Linked DNA regions of Mus musculus: regions 1 and 2 are each linked to region 3. The links are chromatin contacts, called in public HiChIP or PLAC-seq maps. All regions are on one chromosome and are shown on one strand. The core of a region is the stretch at or near the end of the contact, and the rest is flanking DNA. Distances in the headings are between cores, read along the strand shown.

Region 1 (4,798 bases), core at 46-2,545, 950 kb before region 3:
GATGGGCAGATGGATAGACAGACGGAAGGATGGATTGTTGGATGGATGAATACGAGAATGGATGGGAATAATAAGGATTTTTAGAATTCGGTGGCTGACACCTTATAGATACTTCTTGGTTATCGGAAGTCTCAAAACTAATAAAAGGGACCGAGACTTAGAAAGTCAGTTTAACAACTTTGAAACAAGAAACTATGCCTCATATAAACATAAGGAATGTCTGAAAAAGCTCACTTTGCAAATATTTCTTTTTAAAGTAAACAGAAATAGTGCTGGTTTTTTACTGGCACTGTTGTAAAGGGATCACCATGGATAAACTTGGGTTTGTAGCTGAATCAAGGTGATACACTGGGAAAGCGGAAGACTCAGGAAAGGGTGGAGGCGTGTGCAGGCTCTGGAGTCAAAGCCAAGTTTTCTCTAACTTCGGTGGTACTAGCTGAATTCCAAGGGTCCGTAAGCTTCTTTGCCATAGCGAGAACAAAGAGAGAATGGGGGCTTGACTTCTGAGACTCTTTATTTTCAATCTGTGGCAAGGATGGGAGGGAGGGAGAAGTGACAGCTGATCTCTCCTGGCTCCACCCTAAAGCTTCATGGTATGAGTTCCGGAAACACAAACTACATGAAAGAAGCAAGAACCTGTTGACATATGGCTGGATAGCAAGATTGCACTTGCCTGGGGTGATACTGGCCTCTAGTAATAATTTTAAAACGAGCCAAGGATTGAGAAGAGCAGAAGAGCAATGTACACAGTATGGGAGGGAGGAGAAAAGACGGATAGGCCGTCCAGCACCACACAGTGTCCCTGTTTGAGCAGAAAGCAGCCTGGCTGTTTGTTCTTGGCATTGCTCTAACTCTCTCATACTTTTCTGGCTACTTCCCAGACAGAACGACATGTTCCCTGCCGGGTGCCTAAAGAACTTAAAAACATGTTTGCTTGTGCAACCACCAAATGAAGTTGTTCCTTGTAACAAATTATTTCTTGTCTGGAGTGTCAGGAGGTCTCAGACTTGATCGGCAAGTTCCACCCAACACCGTGTCCAAGGCACATTGTTGGTATGGTTGTGACACTCATTCAATTGAGGCCAAAATAAAGTTTAAGGGAGCCTAACTGTTCCAGTAAATCCTGATTCAAAAATACTCACTTGCAAAGAGATGGTCTCGCACCTGTTTCTGCTCCCCTGCTCCCCTCCCGCCGCCCCCCCCTCCCCCCATGAGCTCCTCTGGCTGGCCACATTACTCACCCTGTGGGAGCTAAAATAACACAGATTAACACCAGTCCGCCAAAGCCAGCGAGTAGGCGACAATGACTCAGCGACTCAGCGTCTCACTCTCCCTTATCTGGAAGGTGAAATCCCAGTAGAGGAGGCTTAATCAGCTAGCGTGAGGGGTCCCTGCTGGGCCTCAGAGGGCTCACTCCCTGTGAATAGAAAAGTGGTAAACAACCTAGCTTCTCTTTCTGGATTCTGACCTTAAAAACAGTAATCTAAGTATTGTAGGGTATCTAAATCAGAGACCAGATTTCCTTGCCACACACCAGTTCTTATAAACAAGACGGGCCAGAACTTTCTTTCTCAAAGTTGATCGTTTCTCCACCTCCCAGTATATGCCGCTAGCAAGTTATCCGGTGACTCCTTGTGGATTTTTCTTTCAAGGTCTTGCCCTGTGCTGACTGACTGCAGTCTTCCTGTAAGCCCTCTCCTGCCGTGCAGTTTTCTCCTGTGTCATAGCTCTACTGGAATTCTCCCTCCTGATCCATAAACCTCTCAAATTTAAGAGGACCACAGTTAGTTATGACATGAGAGATGTATATGTTTAAATATGTGCATATGTATCTGTACATATGTATATGAGTGTTTGTGTGTGTAACAACACAGAACATGAGCAGACATTGTTTGTTTGTAATTAAGCTTGTATCCTATCTACACTTCTAATTAGCTGTGTGACACTGGACAATGACATGATTTGTCTGTGCTACAGTTTCATCATCTAGATGATGAAAACTGTAGTATTCGTAGGGTTGGAGTACAAATAAATCAAATTGTCTGTTCAGTCAGCGTCACTAGATCTCTGTATTTATAGCCCCCCCCCAAACTGAAGTAAGAGAATTAATGATGATCCCTGTGTTTGATTCATCAAGCTACTAATAACTAAAGACAAAAAATGGAAAACAATAGATGTGGGAATTCCAGACATGATCAGCACATTCGACAGTATGACGCCATGATCTTGATAAAGTCGTGGAACTTGGGGCTGGAGAGATGGCTCAGCGGTTAAGAGCACTGACTACTCTTCCAAAGGTCCTGAGTTCAAATCCCAGCAACCACATGGTGGTTCACAATCTGATGCCCTCTTCTGGCGCATCTGAAGACAGCTACAGTGTACTTACATATAATAAATAAATAAATTTAAAAAAAAGTCGTGGAACTCTGCAGTTCTTGTCTCCTCAAGCGTGAAGTAAGGGTTCAGTTTATGAACTGTTTCATGGTGACTCTGCCAGCAGCACTTAGCTGAGGCCTCTGTGAGCACATGCTCATCGTTTTCAAATAACCAGCAATGACAAACGACACACCATTCCTTCAGTCACAAGACTTGGTATCAAGTGTCCCCTGTCCCTAGCAATGGCAGCAACAAATAACATCGTCCCTCAGAAAGGCCTCGCTGCTGTGTGAGAATGGGCTTCTCTCTCCTACTTTTTGTTCCAGTGAGGCCCCAGCCTGCTTGAGAGTGCCACTCCCATGTGAGGAGGGCCTTCTCGCTCTATGGTGCCTCACACAGCAGTCATCTCTGGACAGAATTTTACAGACCTTCGCAGAAGTTTGTCTTGCCAAGTTTCTAAGTGCCTTTTCACCCAGGAAGGCTGACAGCACAATAAACTATCATAGCAAGTCAAATTTATTTGACATCATTAACTTTGAGCGAAACTGAAGTTAAAACTCCAGAGACAACCACAGTGTGCTCAGCGTGGTTAAAGGTGGGAAAACTAACCTCCCTAACTATGGGTGAGACTGCTCAGCGATGAGACCTCGGATACTGATGGTGGAAGAGAAAATGGATGGCATTTGGATTTTTTTTTTTTTTGACAGTTTCTTATGGAAGTTGAAAGTAAGTTCCTGCTGCTGAAAAAGACACTGTGTATTTTGAACATAGAAGTCTTGGAAATTAGCCTGGAACTGGTCCAAACACATCCTACTTGAGGGCTAACTTTCATAGTGGCAGAAGGTACCAAGCAAGCTGTCAAGAGAGGAAATCAATCAATAATAGTCTTCCCCAGATTAAATGCCTATGAACCACAAAAATAGAAAAAGACAGACAGAGCAAGATAGCCCTAAAGATGCAATAGCGCTACTTACGTATATCTTGGAGGTAACCAACCACTGTCGAATGGGACACAAGGCCCTCTCAATAGAAGGCCTCAACTCCTGATACTATAAACAGTCAACTGCCCATGGCTAATGAGGTTATGGATATTAGATAAGAACCTTTTCCTGCTGTTTTCCTAAGCCAGCATAATTCTGACTGCATTCTCAGTCCTCAGCCTTACATCCACACGGAAGTGAAGTTCTCGCTCCTCACCACAGAAGCTCTTCTTTTGCAGCACACAAAGACCATTACAGTAAGCCACTACTAGCCAATATGCTAGAACAAGAGCTGGGGGCCACAGCTCCCATTGGTATTGGAGAACCCATCCCGGAGCGCCTCCTTGAGGAACACTAATCCACCCTCTGCATCCACAGCACAACCCCTACACCCAAGATCTAGTAAACTTGAAAGGGTGGGAACAGACAGAGGACTGGGAATCTTTTAGGAGATGTGTCTTCTAGAAATGACAGGGAAACAAAGACACCCATGAGATTTCAGCAGTAGAGCTGCCTAAACAGGACGTCAGCAATGATAGCGCCAGTTGACATGCCATTCCGGATAAGAAAAATCTCATGGAGCTCCAAGCGAAGATGAAGAACTGAAGCAATTGATGATTTCTCAGGGAGTGGGTTAGTCTTCCTCTAGGATGAGTTCCATGATTGGTTCTCTGATACCAAGTTGTCATCCCAGAAACTATGCACCTACAGACAACCATAATTCCGCTCACTAAACTCTCTTTATCTGTGAAAAATTAAAATATGGCCACAAAATACTTAAGTAAGAGTATTTAGAGCAGATTTTTCTAATGTATTAAGTCACAGTTTTCTAGAGAAATATCCAATAGGCTGCATATTCAGCTGTGCTGCTTAATGAAGGATATAAGTTCTAGTGACTGTAACAGCTGTGTGAGCATCATGGCATCTACTTACATAACCCTACCTGGCACAGCCTTGTATTTGTCATTTTTCTGCTGCTATGATAAAATACCATGACAAAAACAACTTAAGGAACAAAGGGCTTATTTTAGGGCGATATGGTTCATCACGGTAGAAAGGCTTGGTGTATCAATAGGTGTAGGAAGATGGCTAATATGATCCCATCTTTGTTTACTCATAGGTAGCAGAGAGGGAGAGGGGAAAAGAAGAAAAGAAGAAAGGAGGAAAGGAGGAAGGGAGGGAGAGGGGGAGCAAGTGAGCGAGAGAGAACAGGAAGTGAGGTAAGGCTATAAGCCCTTAAAACCTACCTCCAGTATTGTACATCCTCAGCAAGACTTCCACTTCTAAAGGTCCCAAAACCTCCCCAAACATGACCACCAGGCAAAGGACCAAGTAATCAAACACATGAGTCTATTGGGGGACTTTTCTCCTTCAGACCACTGCAAGCCCCAGCTTCTTAAGCAGTGAGTCACAACCGCATATGGGAACATGTTGCTAAATGT
Region 2 (4,388 bases), core at 1,282-3,781, 620 kb before region 3:
ACACGTGGGCACGAGGTTCAGGCTTCTAAGAGTTACCACCTGTGTCTCGGGTGGTGACTCAGGTGCCCTTAGAGTCAGAGGGCACCTGTGCTCTCACCACTCTGCATCCTTGCAACACCTCGTGGGCACCCTAACCATTTGAGAGAGTCAGCTCCTGTTACTGTGCTTTTAACCCTTTGGGGGATGTTTCTAGGTTGTTGATTTCAACTGACATGAACACATTCTGTCACTCAGTATATCACAGGGAGTGTTAAATACATCTACAGCTTTTCAAACCTTACTTTATACTATGTATAAAAGACAGGGAAAAAATAAAGGCATTAATAGTTGTCCTGTTAATTTAAATCCCTCCAACGGATCAAAAAGACAGCTCTGTGTAGTTTCTGTCTCTGGAAGTTCTTAGAAACACAGAGTGCAGTTTTTTTTTCTGGGCCTCTTGGTTATAGAGTCCAGGAAAGAGGAAGCCGGTCCAGCGCTGCTCTTAATACAGAACTCATGACACTGAGTTTCAGATGAGGGTTTAAATTGCCCTGACAACCACGTTCTCTTCACCTTGCTACTCTGTCTACCCTTTCTACGTACAAAGCTATCAAGGTTCAAATGACATCCCCATTCTATAGAGCATTGAACAAATGGAGATACACATTCACACAAATGTACACATTTCTATGTCACAAGAATAGTTTTGTGAAAAGTATTTTACTAAATACATGTGGACAAGAGGTTACAAAGTAAAGATTAGTCCCAAACACTGAAGTGAAGAAATCTATATAACATTGATAATAATCACATGTTTTCAAGTGTTATCATATACCAACCTAAAAGGAAAATATAAAATAGTAATTTGTAGACTTTTCTAAATTAATTCTTCATAAATAAATGCCTAAGCCTGTCTATGGGAGCATTTATAAACACAGGGGCTCTTTTCCCTATTTGTAACCAACAGTTTATAAGATCTGCTTTTTAAAGTCAAAAAACAGTTTTCAGATAAAAAGGGCTTGGTTTTTTACAGCATCTTTAATGAATGCTTTATAGCAGTTGTTTAGGTACCAGCCCTGCTAGCTTTAAACTTAAAATTCACGGTGCGCCGCGGACACCATGAATGATGCTGAAATAAGCTTTGACTAGAGAGCTCCAGAGCGTATTAGTCAGGAATGCCACTTAACCAAAGTAGCCAGCTAACTCATCTCCACTTAACCAGCTAACTCATCTCCATTTAACCAGCTAACTCATCTCCATTTAACCAGCTAACTCATCTCCATTTAAAACACATGGAAAACCCAAAGCATGTATTCACTGTGAATCAGAAAACAGATCACTCGACGTAGGCAATAATTATTTTGTAATTTTAAAAAGACTATGGAAACAATACAGCATCGTTTGAAAGCAACTGAAGATATTTTTAAGTCTCTGAAAACATACATTTGATAGAAATGAACAACAATAGCTAGAACTGTATCTTGTACAAGAATTTTACAGTTTCCTTTGATGTCTCACTATTTCATAGAGATTAAAAATATTTTCTTTTATTAATATTTTTCTCTTCAACAAATTTAAATAATGTGAAGTGAGTATATCTCAAGATTTCCAGTAGCAGCTGAATCTAAATTAATTACACAATGCATAGAATGAGCTTATAACTTTACTTCTTAGACATGGGAAGTTTTTCCTAAAAAGAAATTAATGTTCCACATTAAAACAATACATTGCTTCCAGTAAATTAGCTGAAATTATTATAAGGTAAATGACAGAAAGGAGATTTGCTATACCAGCTTATATTTTAGAAATTAATACACAGATGCTTGAGCCATTAAAAATATTATTTTTAATGAAATTTCAGAGAGACTAAACAGTTTAAATCTACTTAAAACACCAAGTGCCCTGTGGCCTTCTCTGGTTATGTGCGGTTATGCTCAGTCTCAAGACAGGTCCATCGATGTACTTAATGTTGGAAATGACCATCTCATGGAAATATGCTCTCAAGTGCACGGGAGCAAATCCATTACTCCCAGAGTATCTGAAGTTTAAAGAGTACAATTCAAACACCACGGAGCGGTGCTTACCTTGGTCTTCAATTTTTGAATCTCTGCTTCTGTAACTGCATGTTTGATTTGCAACTGAAAATTGAAAAGAAAAACATCTCAACTAAGAGTGTTTCTATATTTTTAAAGACTCAGCAGCGAGAAGAATATCTTATGACACAATTAAAAAAATGCTCAGGACCCTGCTGCATTGCAGCAGGTTGTAATTACAAATGTCTAGCATGTAAAATGACTCAGTGGGTGCAAACTAATTAAACATAGGGTTTATGACTCACGGTCCCTAATATCCGATTAAGTTACCAGTTTAATTGCTAAGGGGCCAAAGAAAAGAAAACTCATTTCTTGGCCTCTGCTGCTCTGCCTTTACGATCTGAGCGTCCAGGAGCTGTTTCCTTCCTGAGGCTCGCCCACAGAATGGCTTGAGCCAGCCAGTCAACAGGCCTCGCACAGTGTGAAGAGTCATTCCCACATCGTGCAGAAAGGTGGCGCTGTGGCTCTGTGAGTCGCTCTCACATTCCGCAGAGCAGCTCTGCAGCAGAGGAAGGAGTGGGACGCAGTGGCACAGAAATCTCCGGTTTGTTTTCCGTTTGTGTTCCTTTTTAACCGCAGGAAAGGTACAGATTCAAAATTCTGCCTTCCAAAAGATCTACCTGTATAAAGACTCCAAGCCCCAAAGCATTTTCTTTACAACACAATAGTGGTCTTTGCCATTTGTTTGCTTTACTCCCCCGCCCCCACTCCCTCCCCGACCACGACTGTTTTCCTTCTAGGGGTCATTCATTTCTTTAAGGGCTAAACACCCTTGAATTTAGGGAAAACAGTTTACAGGTTCACAATTTGTTCTCTGGATGTTTTTGATGGGAAGGATGTTTTTGAAATTCCCAATTCTCCCGGTTTTATAGGTCCAAACAGCCCAGTGGAGGGTCTGGGGAGGGAGACACTTTGCAGCCAAGCCCATGAACATTTTCTGCTCTGCAGCTGAGCACAGCCACTAAGTGATGCAGGTGGCACTGTTTCTTTTGGTTATGCTGAATCCTAAATTGGTTTGCCACAAAGTTACTGAAGACCACATCCCACCATCTCACCCCCCCCCCTTTTTTTTTTGTCCAAAGTACTTCGGAGTTAGGACTGTACCGAATCTGGGTTTCTTGGTTTTATGCCACAATCTTAGTGGTCCGTCTCACTCAGATGCCATTAGCAGATACCCAAAGTGTGAGTGTGCCAGGCAAGGAAACTACACCAAGCTTTCTCAGTGAAAAATACTGGCAGAGGTCTTTTGTGCTCACCAGAAATCCTGATCCCTTAGTGAGTACAGCGATGTGGGGAAACTGAGGCTCAGAGCAAATGATCAACCTAACTGTACAAAAAAAACCAACACTAGAACTGGATTAGATCTTGGATATCTAGGTTCTGATCTTGTGCCATTTCTCTAAAAAATTAAAGATGAACTTTATAAGCATCTACTGAGGGGCTCTAGGCAAGATGCTGTAAAGATAACACCCCCCCACACACCTCTCTCAAATAAACAGCCATGATAACCTGCCACTCAAGAATAAAGCCACAAAAGAATATTCTTTAATATACAACATGGAAATGTATATACAACCACAAGGAATTATTTTCCAGAGGTATTATATTCTTAGAGAATAAAGCAAATTCATATGCCTGGATGATTTTTTTCCCATCCATTACTAACAAAAATATCTACTCTGTTGTTTAAACTAATCTGAGTGTGGGCTCTGTTTATAGCTTTCAGTAAGAACGCGCGCGCGCACACACACACACACACACACACACACACACACACGCACACGCACACGCACACGACTAACTGTAACTGAATCAAAATGTCTACGTGTGACTACCAGAAAGGGGCAGGCAGAAGCCTCGTCAGCATCACCTGCAGCACTCCACTTAGCCTGTGCAGGCGTGGAAAATATTTTGGAAGTGAAAAATATTATCTTTGCAGGGGAGTTTTAAGAGTGCTCTAGAACCAGACATTTTCTATCAGATAAGAGCAACATTATCGGCTCTCGTGGCACCAGGGCAGCCTGCCTGGAATTCACACACAACTCTGAGAAACGGTTTCTGCACTGTGTAGACTTTTTTCTATCGTTTATGCACTGGACTGAGGCCTGTTTTGTCTGCAGGGAGCTAATGGAGCTGGAGGTGTTTTTGAAGATATATGATGTTATTAAAATGTAGCAGTGGCAAATCTTTGCCATCTTTTTCTAAGCTTAATAGATGGTGCTTTGGTTTTGGTTGTTTTTTTTTTTTTTTCCAACAAAAGTGGGTTTTATTTCAGGGAACTACATATGCAAAACAAGCTGCAATTAGCTGGTGGAG
Region 3 (4,947 bases), core at 878-3,377:
GACTGAACAGTCTAGGTCAGAATTTGTGAAGATGGATTTCAAATTAGTTAAGGATAGATTTGATGGGGATTTTTGAGACACAAGGTAGATAAGGATTTTGAGAAAAGAAAAAGGGAAAGACACATGGCTTAGTAGGTTTCTCATGATCCAAAGGAGAATGAGGTATCAAGATAAGAAAGAGAGTCAATGTTAGATGATGAAGGAGAACTAATAAATACCTTAAAATTACAAGTCGAAGATGTTGATGACTTAATGACTCTTGAGAGAGGTGCCATTTAGAGTAAGTTAGATTATATCCAGTGTGAATGAACTGTGTGCTCCCAAGTAAGAGCAGTAGGATCTTTTTTGTTTGTTTACAAATGTAGCAATAAAAGTAAATCCATACATCTCTACAATGGACTTACAAACACAACTACCACAACTACTTATCTATCTATCTATCTATCTATCTATCTATCTATCTATCTATCTATCTATCTATCTAATCTATCTATCTACCTATTATTTTATAGGGTCAGGGATTGAAGCCAGAGAATCTTGAAGCAAATGTTCTACCATTGAGCTACATATCTAAAGCCTGTAAGCAGCACTCTCAATGTTAAATATTCTTCTCTGACAGTGTCATTAAGAGGAGGTATGTGCACGTGTGTGTGTGTGTGTGTGTGTGTGTGTGTGTGTATACACAATGCAAAATCCAGCTCTGCATTAACCTCATTAGAGAGCTGAATTTTTCATCCCAAGATTCCAAAGTAGACTTTGGACAGAATGCAAATATTTTTAAGTTGATTTATTTTATTTCATGTGTATGAGTGCTTTGCTTATATGTATATGTATGTGTATGTGTATGTATGTGCAACATGTGTGGGTGGTAACCATGAAGCTCAGAAAGGCATGCCAGAATTCCTGAAAGTAGAGTTGTGGGTGGCTGTGTACCTTTATATAAACTCTGGGAATTGAACCTGGGTCTTCTGTAAGAGCAACAAGTTCTCTTAACTGATGAGCCATCTCTCCAGCCCCCAGAATGAGAATCTTTAGGGTGGGCCCCAAGCATGTACAGGATAAAAAGGGCTTCTGGATTGACCTACTGGTTGAGGGGCACCTAAGGACCACAGACTTCATAGAAGAACTCCATGGGGGTAGTGATAAAAAGAAATTAAATTGTTGGGGTAGAAAAATCATAAAATGAAAGCTACAGCAAGAATTCACGATGCAAAGAAGCAAAACTGAAGACAAATATTCCTTATTGAGAGATACTGCATTGAGTCATAAATTGTCTTCTTTACTTTCTTCTTCCTTTCTCTTTCCTCACCCTCTCCTCTCTCTCCCTCTCTCTCTTCCCCCTGTCCCTCTCTCCCTCTCTCTTTTTTTCTCACTCTCTGTCTCTTCCTCCAACCTCTCTCTTCTCTCCCAACCTCCCTTCAGCAAGCAACGTGGACAGTTTTGTGAGATTCTATCTTTAGAATGTCAAGCTTGCCCCCTTCACCCATCCCCCCCTACCCCCGCCAGCCACCTCCAGCCTGTACTGGGCTGGGGGAGGAGAGTAAAAAGAATGTGTTCTGTGAGTATGAGTCTCAGGAACCATTTCAAGCCAAACAGTTCCTAAGTATTTGATGTCTGGAAGATGGGGGGAAGGGAGTGGGCAGAACTCTGGCCATTTGTCATTTCCTGGGAGGTGTTCCACACTTAACCCTTCAGGGAAGGGCATTTAAATAGATTCTAGGCTTGGCCAAAGCAGCTCCAAGCCCTAGGCTTTTGGCTTTTTACAATCTTGTCCTTCCCCCCAACCCCCACCCCTTGCCCCCTTACATTTCCTGAGAAGATGGCTGTTTTCTTTCAAAGGGAAGCAGGTAGCAGTGTTATGACTTTGGCTAAAGAGCACATTGTGTGTGTGCTCACACTTAATTGTGACAATTCAAGACCCAGACACAAACAATGGTACACTGCACTAAGGGCTTTACACAGAAATTATTGCATGGAATTACGCTGTGTGTATGTCTTCACGGGAAAATCTTTACAAAACTCAGTGAGTGCCTGGCTTTTGCTTGAAACGTGCAGGAGAAGAAAGGGTTACACAAGCCTGTCTCTTCTTGATGCATAACAGCTGGTAAGAAAGTACAGCATCTCCCTCACCCTCAGCTCTGGGACTTGGACTAAGTAACTCACCCCCAATACCATCCCCCACTGCCTCCCTCTGCTTAGTAAGATTGCCTGCAAAGTTGAAATCTGGTGTAAACAAAGACAGCCGCTTTTGGGTCAGCTGAGCCCAAGATGGAGTTAAGAGAAGCAGGCAACAGCTCCTTTGTAGTCTTCAGGAAGCGCAGCCACTTCTGTGCTGTTTTCTAATTACTCAAGGTGAGTTGTGGTAGTCTCCCAAAGAGACTGAGGTAGAACTGAAGACCCCACCTGCAAGCTGGGAAGTTCCACACATTCAATTATGTGAACAACACTGGACAGCTTCTTGCTGTACACAAGGCACAGTAGAGAACAATTTTCCTGCCCCTCTAATCAGTGTCTTACAGAACTGAACTTGCTTGCTACACATAAACAGGGACAATAAGATGAAGTGTCCCACCAAATGGCACACCCTCGGGTCAGCATAATAACCACTTAGGTTGTGGAGAAATCCACAAGACTCATGAGGTCCTTAACTAAACACATGGAGGAACTGTGCATTACATTCTCTCCAGGTTGGAAACTGCTTTAAATAGCACTCAGGAAGAGAGTTTAGAATGTCTGAATCCTTCTCTCCCCCTCTCCCGCTCTTCTCAGCTCCTGTTCTCTCCCTTACCCCATTCTAATCTCCCCCCTCATCTCCTCTCCTGTTCTCCCTCTTCTTCCTTTGTCTGGCTCTCTCCACTTCTCTTGAAGATAAAGCAAAGAGTAATCCTCGCATTTTGAGTAAAATAGTGGATAATGTGAGTGGAGCTAACTAGTTACGATGGATGCTGAAGCCCAGGAGAAAAAGGGTGTGTGTGTGGGAGGAGATTCACAGAGAAAAATTGGGGGATCCATGAAAATGAGGAGTGGGAAGTAGGAGGGAGAGGAGGGCATGATTTCATGAAAGTTTTGCTATGCATGAAAGAATTGGTCCTAGGATGGAGGCTGAGCAACAGCTTCCCCTGGGGAGGAGCCTCTTGAGCCACGTTGGCCTCTTTTTGGAAGGGGAGGGCTGTGGAGCTATGGTCAGGCAGGGTTCCAGCTGCTTAGCTATGTGGCATTGCTGCTATTGTTGAAGAGAATTCTTTCCCTATGACACATCTGTCTTCTCAATTTAATAGAAACTACAGTTCTTGGGATTTTTCTTGCCATGAATTTGAAGGAGATCAGAAAAGAGAAACTTCTCTTACTCTCCCCTCTTCCCCCGATTTTACAAGGAACTATTTGCAAGGCTACTTTGTAAAAGAAGAATTAAGAACACAGAAAAAAAGAGACAGACTTGATCCCTCCCACCAGATGGATATTCAGAAAGAACCCATCATTTATCATGGGGAGAAGTCCATTAGTGTTGATCGGCTGTGTTTAACTGACTCTGTGTGGAGCTTTGCTTTAAAGTGCTTGTGTGAATATAATGATCAGCGTCCTGTTGCTCCAATTCTGTGAGTTAAGTGGTAACTTCTGCAGCTAGGTTATTAATCTGTCGGCAAATTACTAAAACCCTGGGAAGAACGGAGACAAGAGAAGGGGAATATCCCCATTTATTAGGAGTAATGTTTTCTCAGCCTACATACGTAGAGTGAGGAGCAGAAAGATCATTTGTGAATTTATCAGTGACTTTGGAAAGTCAAGGGGAAAAGCTTTGCAAATTCAAACTCAGTTGTTCTCAACTGGAAGTCTAGGGAAGAGGTCACTTAGCGGTTGAACTAAAGATGGTAGCCACATTTGAGGACTCTGGTTCATGGTCATTTTCTTGGAATTGGTTCTGAGGGCCCCAATTTCTAGAAATAAAACCCCCTAACAAGGCAGAACTCTGCATGGTTATTTATAATCAAGGTGGTAAGAGGATTTCAGGGGTAGGCTCAGTGAGCTGTGTTTTAATGTCATCCAGTGGATTCTGATTCTAAGTGATGCTTATGGAACTCTGGGTTAATAACCCCATTGCTCATTGCTGCCACCACCTACCCCATCTGAAAGTAACTCACTCGTTGTATTAGCTTGCTAGGGCTGCTCTAACCAAGGATCATAAACCTAGTGGCTTAAACAACACACACACACACGTGGTCTCACCCTTGTAGAGGTTGGGAGTTTAAGTTCCAGGTGTTCATCTTCCTGAGCAGAGTTCTAGGAGCCAGGGTGGAGGCTGGGCGGTCGAGTCGACTCAGGAACTCCCTGTTCTGTATCTTCACATTGAATACCCGCCATGCCAATCTGTTCACACAACCTTACTTGTGTTACAAAGACATTAATATTGCCTTCCAGCCCACCCAAATTTAAAACTTATTAGGTCTTTGAAAACCCTCACTTTAAATAAGATTAAACTTTAAGTTTCAGCATATGCTCAAATTCTCCTTAATCACTCCTCAAAAGAATAGTTGAGAGTGGGAGAGTTAATATTCAGGACACTTTTTAAAAAAATTTCTCCTAGGTTTCAATTATGGGGTTTACTGTAATTCTAGAAATGAAGAAGGTAGGTTCCTTTGGCAGATATTATTTTAGCAAAAGGGCCCACTGTGCCAGGAGCTTCAGCATAGCCACCAACCTGAAAAGACTTCAGTTTGAACCCCAGTGCTAACAAGTGAACCATATCTTTTAGACGTGATGGACTGACTTCTGGGTCTATCAGACTAAGCCCTCCTTCTAGGACCTGGAGCTGTTTAAGGTTCATATATTTGTAAACAAGTCATATGTGCTTCTGAGAACTATAAGCCTTATTCTTTCCTGTCTAAGGTGCCAGTCATCTTGCCACCCCAGACAACTAGTGATTTCAAATTCTTTTAAGTTTCTTTCTGT

What was found. HiChIP or PLAC-seq counts read pairs in DNA pulled down with a chosen protein or histone mark.
Region 1: an H3K27ac HiChIP or PLAC-seq map of the NIH/3T3 cell line shows a contact between it and region 3, with 2.8 times the contacts expected there. The contact joins two enhancer-like sites. A contact is called at or near these places in 1 of 39 promoter capture datasets (hippocampal neurons) and 2 of 115 datasets of contacts at active chromatin or transcription factors (the NIH/3T3 cell line and embryonic stem cells).
Region 2: an H3K4me3 HiChIP or PLAC-seq map of embryonic limb bud shows a contact between it and region 3, with 5 times the contacts expected there. The contact joins two enhancer-like sites. A contact is called at or near these places in 3 of 115 datasets of contacts at active chromatin or transcription factors (craniofacial prominence, embryonic limb bud and embryonic stem cells).

Annotation. Positions count from the first base shown.
Region 1 is chr6:5,439,393-5,444,190 of GRCm38.p6, reverse strand. No RefSeq gene overlaps it. Among named protein-coding and RNA genes, the nearest start is that of Asb4, 51 kb to the right of the region's middle. Within about 2 kb of position 1,295, at least 173 of the 459 cell types and tissues checked have an H3K27ac peak or open chromatin away from gene starts, as enhancers often do. A contact at or near this core is called in the NIH/3T3 cell line, where this site is marked.
Region 2 is chr6:5,108,729-5,113,116 of GRCm38.p6, reverse strand. It overlaps Ppp1r9a (protein phosphatase 1, regulatory subunit 9A), which reads right to left. Exons shown (of 16, transcript NM_001363809.1): 8 at 2,064-2,117. Among named protein-coding and RNA genes, the nearest start is that of Gm46949, 43 kb to the left of the region's middle. Within about 2 kb of position 2,531, at least 212 of the 459 cell types and tissues checked have an H3K27ac peak or open chromatin away from gene starts, as enhancers often do. A contact at or near this core is called in craniofacial prominence and embryonic limb bud, where this site is marked.
Region 3 is chr6:4,486,756-4,491,702 of GRCm38.p6, reverse strand. No RefSeq gene overlaps it. Among named protein-coding and RNA genes, the nearest start is that of Col1a2, 16 kb to the left of the region's middle. Within about 2 kb of position 2,127, at least 124 of the 459 cell types and tissues checked have an H3K27ac peak or open chromatin away from gene starts, as enhancers often do. A contact at or near this core is called in the NIH/3T3 cell line, craniofacial prominence and embryonic limb bud, where this site is marked.